Regions from separate parts of the Anas platyrhynchos genome. Here region 2 is linked to region 1. The links are chromatin contacts, called in public Hi-C maps. All regions are on one chromosome and are shown on one strand. Each heading gives the region's core, a stretch centred on a gene start, on an enhancer-like site or on the middle of the called end of the contact. The rest is flanking DNA. Distances are from core to core; before and after follow the strand shown. Region 1 overlaps LPIN3 (lipin 3). Region 2 holds the start of LOC113845762 (neuritin-like).

Region 1 (3,023 bases), core at 322-2,821:
TTACAGACGTCTCTGTGGTTGCTGCAAAGGACTCTTACTGCTAATAGGAGTCTGAAACCTGCTACTAACAGGTCATGGTGTGCACTAGGAGCACCCCTTCTCAGGGTGCAGAAAGGATGGGACAAAGGGCACTTTGACCACCAGAAACTCCATTTACTGAACTGGACTTCCTACAGAGCCTGTCTTAATGCTCGTTATCTCTAAAACCTGTCTCTTAAAGGTGGAACTGGGTCACTTATTGATGAGCCTCTGGCACAACTACTGCTACCTGCAGCTTGGTAGCCCGTGTAGTGAAGCTGTTGCGTGGCTTAACTTGTAAAGGTGGATGGAAGCTGGCATGTTTGAGTGCTTTTTCACTAATAGCAATAACTAATAAATTATTTCCATAAACTCCAGGCTGTCTCTTGATCACTGTAGCCTTATGCATAGGAGTGGGAGCCAGACTTGGTGTCTCTTCATGATCCTGGCTGGAATTATCCTGTGGGAGGGCCTCCATGAACTTCAGCCGTGCTCCTGCCTGCCTTGGGCTCCTGTCTCTGCTCTGGCATCTAGCTTCTTCTCTGCCTGCTCTGTGCAAGTGTAAATCACTTCCTGCTAGGCTGCCTGCCCTCTCTTCCTCTCTAAATAGCCTCAGTGTTTGAACTTAACAGAATCCTGGTGTTATACTTCTTTCCCTGAAGCCACAGAAGTCATTTTGATACTGGAAACCTCAGCGAGAACTTTATTTTTTTCTCTTCCAGTACAAACAGTCTTTCAGCTTTTAAATCTGAACAAATGTACAAGTTTTTTTTTAAAAAAACAGCCTCTTACCAGCAGCAGTTACCAACTGCCTCGGAAAGCTGCCCAGGGCAAGAGCGAGCACGTGGGCAGTATCTCCTTCCCTCTCTGCAAGCAAAGTAAAAAAAAAAATGCCCTATTTTATACAAAGTTCCTTTTGCTTTTAAACAGGGATAGCTGAGAACTGAAATAAAAGTTGTATCTTCAAGTGACTAATCAGGAATAGTCCAAACATAGCACCATGTTCTGGAAGGTCAGACTTCTTCCTTGTCCTAGTTCTGTTATCACCAGTCCTGGCTCCCTCTGTGCTCCTCTTCAGCTGCTTTTTAACCAAACCCTGACTGCCCAGCTCCCCTGGAAGGAGGTGAGCCTGGGGCTGGGTTCAGTTTTCTCTTTGGTTGCTACAGCCCTTTTTTTGTCCCTGGTGTGTGAGGAGGAGGAGGAAGAGGGCTTGGGCAGGATGTGCTGGTATGGTGAGGGTTCCCCTGCACCATCACAAAGGGCTGGCTTGAGGTCCCTCCCCTGTGCCGGGGGAAGGAATCAGTCTCCTGTTTAAGAGCAGGTTTTTGGGGATGCCCAAAAGCAGCTGGAGGTTGCTCCTCAGCTGGAGAAGTGGTTCACCAGCTTCAGTATGGTCCTGATCAGCCCAGGCCTGGGCATGGTGCTCACTGCTCCCATGGCACCTCCTGGCACGGGGTGGGCACTGGTGTGGAAATGCCCATCAGCTGCAGTGCTGGGCTGGTAGAAAAACATATCCCTCTGCTATAACAGTGCCAGAACTGGCCAGGAGGAGGCTCTTTAATTTCCTCTTCATCCTTTCTCATAACAAAGCCCCTGATGGCTGAGCAGGGGAGGCTGTCCATGCTGGTCTCCCTGGGAAAGGCAGATTTTGGTGAGACAGCCACGCAGTACGGGCACCTGATTCATGGGACAAGGCTGGCACTGCTCAGGAACACAGCAACATTCTCCAGTCTTTGTGGGAAGCCAGAGCGAAGCTGGGTAAGTTGCTTTGGTTTTTCGTACCGCCTCCAGCCCTGCTCAGAGCCTGGAGCACAGCTCAACCTTTCCCCAGGGCTGAGCTCAGGAGAGGACGTCTCAAGATGCCCTGCTGGGAGCTTGATGGTGGCACGGGTTCCTGGATCCTCAGCATTCTTGGGACTCAGAGGACTGCAAAGAGGAAGCAGGATCCTGGATGGGGAAACCCAGGCAGAGCAGGTGAGGCCTCATGCTCACATCCTGGAGCAGCTGCACCTCGCCTGCCCAGGGATGAGATGGGGGAAACCACGTTCACAGTTTAAGCAGTAAAACAGGAGAGAACCAGAGCTGGAAGGCAGGAGACTGCTCCGAGCCTGGCTTTGTCTCTTCTGAGACCTACACGCACACACGTCTTTGGGAAAGACACAAGTTTTCCATAACCCTTCACATCAGTCCCAGGTGTAACCAGAAAGCAAAGTAAACAAAGCGGAGGGGGACTGCAAACCACAGCAGCCCCCAGGGACCGCCTGGGTTCGTGCAAATGCTGCTGGGACAGTTGATGGCTGCTCCGTGTGGTTCCTCAAAGTACAGCGAGGGAAAGGGGGCAGCAAGAGCAAGCTCTGCACTCAGCTGAGCACTGGGACAGGGGATTGCTCAGAGCTACAGACACACGTACCATATCCACATGTGTTTTCCTAATGCATCTCCTCACGTGCTCTGGAAGGCATGTGCGTTTGCGTGAAGAAGGGAGCAGGATAAATGGATTTACCTTATGCAAGGAGGGCTGCCATCTCGAAGAGGGGAGTGCAGCTCCCCAGGGGCTGTGTGAGTACGTGTTTTCTTTGAAATCCACAGTTCCTGTGGTGAGTTTTGTTCCCTGCAAGGAGCCCTGGCTCTGTTCAGTCCCTGGATTAAGATGCAGGTGGTCTTTAGGTCAGAGTAGCTCTATTCCTCAACTGACAACTACAGGGTTTTATTCTTCAAGAAGCGACAAATCCACAAAAATAAAATTTAAAAAACGTCCCCGCCTCCAGCTTCCTCCTGAATCGTCCTTCTGGGGTCATCAGCCCCAGAGCCAAAGCAACACCCCCGGCCCCGAAGGCAGCTCCCTGCTCCAGCAGGGCTGGCACAGCTGCGAGCTGCGGAGGCGAGCGCACAAAAAAAAATAAAGGAGGAGGAGGAGGGTGGCGAAGAAGGGTTCGTAGCAGCTTTTAATTTATCTTTTCATTAAAAAAATATCCGAAGGCCTGTTGTCACCTTGGAGTCCGTGT
Region 2 (3,023 bases), core at 350-2,849, 170 kb after region 1:
CCAGCGCTTCCACTTGCCGGCCCCCAAAGTGCTCTGCCGGCCGTCGGCCCAGCGCTGGGTCAAACCCTGCTGCACCCGCTCCTGCAGCGAGAGCCTGGAGCACACGCTCACCATCCGCTACCCGCAGTGAGGGCGAGGCGCCGCTGCCATCGGTACGAACCCCAAGGTGCAGCATGCCCTGCTGGCTGGGCAGGAGTCTTTCCACCTCGGGGACCCCTGTTAAGGCCCAGCTCGTTAGCAAGGTGGTTGTGCTGCTGGCTTTCCTTCCAGGGCTGCCGGAGGTTCGGGGCTGGGAGGAGCAGGAGGTGAGCTCCCGAGAGGAGATCTGTGGGGTGAGCCCTTGTGCTGTGAATAAAGGGAGTGAGCTGCATCTCCCTGACCCAGACTTTCTGCCCGGGAGTTGTGTTTGGTTTGGCGTCCCGCCGTGTTTGCCGCTTGGTGGGTTCCACTTTGGATTCGAGGGGATGGAGACGTCGGGGGTGATGCCTGCGTGCAGAGGGGCTGGAAATCTTTCCTCCGTGCACCCCATCACCAGGCACCTGGAAAAGCAATGCCCCTGCTGGGCTCAGGGACCAGCAGTCCCCAGGATGCCTGGCTGGGGTCAGGAGCCTCACACAGTCAGAGGTAGCAGCTGCAGGGCTCTGCTCCCCTGGGTTTCCTTCTGGGGAGCACGGCAGCATTTTCCCACCAGCCTCGCAGGTCAAAGCCCAGCTATCCCCATCTCTCCAGCCTGGAGAAGGAGAGAAAATCCTCACCCATCTCCTGTGCGAGGAGGTGGTGGGCTGATCCTCCGGCAGGATCAATGGAGGGGCAGAGCTGCCACCGGGCTGTGAGCTGGGACGTGCCCAGGCCCCAGAGCGGTGTCACCAAAGCAGCCAGGAAACTGCTGCCACTGGGGTAAAGAAAAGCCACTCACTGGCCAGGAGCCAGGGCAGGGCTGTAAGGATGCAAACAGCCGCACGATCCCCTCCAGGACATTGCCGAGATGGGAACTGCCGGTGCCAGGATCAGCAGAGAAAACTTTATAGCTGCAGGGGCCGAAATTTCGGGCTTTGAACCCACACGCACTCAGGTCTCTGTTTAACGTTTGGCCTTGCGAAATTACAAGGGGCTGCCCGGATTGCGGCTGCTGCAGGGCGGCGGCGACCTCCTCATGCCCTGGGGCCGAGAACTGGGAGCTGCAGCCCCGGGGGACACGGGGCAAGGGGGGATTTTGGGGACTGCCTCGGCAGCGAGGGGGGCGAGCCCAGCAGGGAGCACCCGGAGCGCACGGGGCGGGGGCGCGGAGAGCGGCTGGGGAGGGATGGAGAGAGGGGAGGAGAGAAGGATGGAGGGATGGAGGGAAGGAGGGGACGGGTTTCGGGATCCGGGAAAGGGGCAGGGCGACCCCAGCCGGGGGCTGTGCGGAACCAGCCGGGGGAGGTCCGAAAGGGCCGGGCTGGGGGCTGGGGGATGCCTCCCCCCCCCCCAGGCTCTGCCCCGGCAGCCGCGCAGATCCGGGGGGCGCTGCCCTAGGGGTGCGCCGAGGAGCCGGGCTGCCCCCCCTCCAGGTGCTCATTAGCGGCGGTCCGGCCCCCTCATTAATTACCCGTGGTCAAAGCCGCTAATTAGCTGCGGCCGGAGCTGGGGCGGGGAGCGCTGGCGGCCATGGGGGGCACCGGCACGGGATTAAGATTAGGATTAGGATTGGGGTTGCGGGATGGGGCAGCGGCGGGGCACGGCCGTGCTGCTCGTCCTGCTCATCGCCCTGGGTAAGGCTGCGACCCCCGGCGGGTGGTGGGGGCTGCCCCGGCTGGGGTGCGGGTGCTGGAGCCGGGGAGGTGCTGCCCGGGCTGGGTTTGGGGGCTCTGGGCAGGGGCAGGGTCCCGTGCTGGTGTGTGGGGGGATGCTGGTGGGGGTCCCCTGCCTCTTCTCCGTGTCGTTGCCCTGTGGCTTTTCTCTGGGGGCTCCTCGCTGGCTGCACCCCCCTATTCCTGTCCTCAGCTTGAGCAGGGCAGGCAGAGAGGGAGGCACCCAGGCTGCCCCCCACATCATTTCTCTGAGCACCCCCTAAAACAGGCAGGACTGGGAAACAAGCGATGGGTGTGTGGTTTGCATGCCCCCCGCTCAGAAAGGGGAGCTTGCCCTGCCCTGGTGGCCCCAGGAGGGAGGTGGGCACCGTCCCCAAAGGTCTCTGAGCTCGCTCTGTCCCCTCGGGGGCTGGCAGGGCACCGGGCGCTGGGCACGGCATGCACAGATGTCTACCGAGGCTTCTCGGACTGCGTCCTGAAACTGGGGGAGAACATGGCCACGTACAAGGAGGAGGAGAGCATCGAGCCCCAGGGGCTGCACCGGGTCTGTGGGTGAGTACGGCCCCGTGCCGGGACCCCCTGTGTGTTCCACCCTCTGGGGATGGTCTCTGGGGGGGTGGGATGGGGCCCTGGACCCTCATGGGCTCTCCAGCAGCGCTGGGAGGGCAGGGGCTGGGTGACTGGGGGCACACATCCAGCACCCCTCCGTGCTGCTGTGGGCCTGGATCCCTCCGTGCAAGCACCCTGCTGCCCTCCGACCCCAAACATGGGGAGAGCTCCCTGCTTCCATCCACCTCCGGGCAGAGTCTGCATCCCCAGCCCTTAAAAATAGCTCCAGCCCCCAGGACTTGTGCCGTGACCCCCCTGCAGGTGTGGGGCTGGCAGGGCTTGACCTGGATCCCCAAGTGTTTGGATGGAGGTGCCAGGACCTGGCTGCGGGAGGCAGGCTGCCCCCAGCTAGGTGCTGCAGCCCCAGGCGGGCTCGCTGCCTCCCTCCCTTCCCAACCCATCATCTTTCGGGCTGGAATTGCCACCTGCCCCTGGTATTTTGCATGACTGCAGTGCTGGGAGGGCGTTAACTGTAGGAGACCCAGAATAGTAATGAAAGAGGTAAAAGAACCGAGAATTAGCTACCCTCAGTGCTTTCATTTCTAATTATTCGCTTTGGGAATGTGTTCCCCTGACAGAAACCCTGCTGATGGGGAGCTGGCTGTGTCCTGCTCCTCCTTGCTT

The links. Hi-C and Micro-C count contacts between places; a contact is called where the count stands out from the background.
Region 2: a contact with region 1 is called in a Hi-C map of skeletal muscle, with 2.4 times the contacts expected there. The contact joins the promoter of LOC113845762 here to the enhancer-like site in region 1. A contact is called at or near these places in 2 of 8 Hi-C or Micro-C datasets (skeletal muscle and subcutaneous adipose tissue).

Annotation. Positions count from the first base shown.
Region 1 is chr21:8,518,195-8,521,217 of IASCAAS_PekinDuck_T2T, forward strand. It overlaps LPIN3 (lipin 3), which reads left to right. Exons shown (of 20, transcript XM_072026582.1): 20 at 1-395. EMILIN3 (elastin microfibril interfacer 3) reads right to left here. Exons shown (of 4, transcript XM_038166403.2): 4 at 1,601-3,023. Among named protein-coding and RNA genes, the nearest start is that of EMILIN3, 7.6 kb to the right of the region's middle. Within about 2 kb of position 1,572, at least 4 of the 8 cell types and tissues checked have an H3K27ac peak or open chromatin away from gene starts, as enhancers often do.
Region 2 is chr21:8,690,334-8,693,356 of IASCAAS_PekinDuck_T2T, forward strand. It overlaps LOC113845762 (neuritin-like), which reads left to right and starts at 1,600. Exons shown (of 4, transcript XM_027473189.3): 1 at 1,600-1,751; 2 at 2,207-2,342. The coding sequence starts at 1,700. It overlaps TP53TG5 (TP53 target 5), which reads left to right. Exons shown (of 7, transcript XM_072026636.1): 6 at 1-152; 7 at 271-385. The coding sequence ends at 130.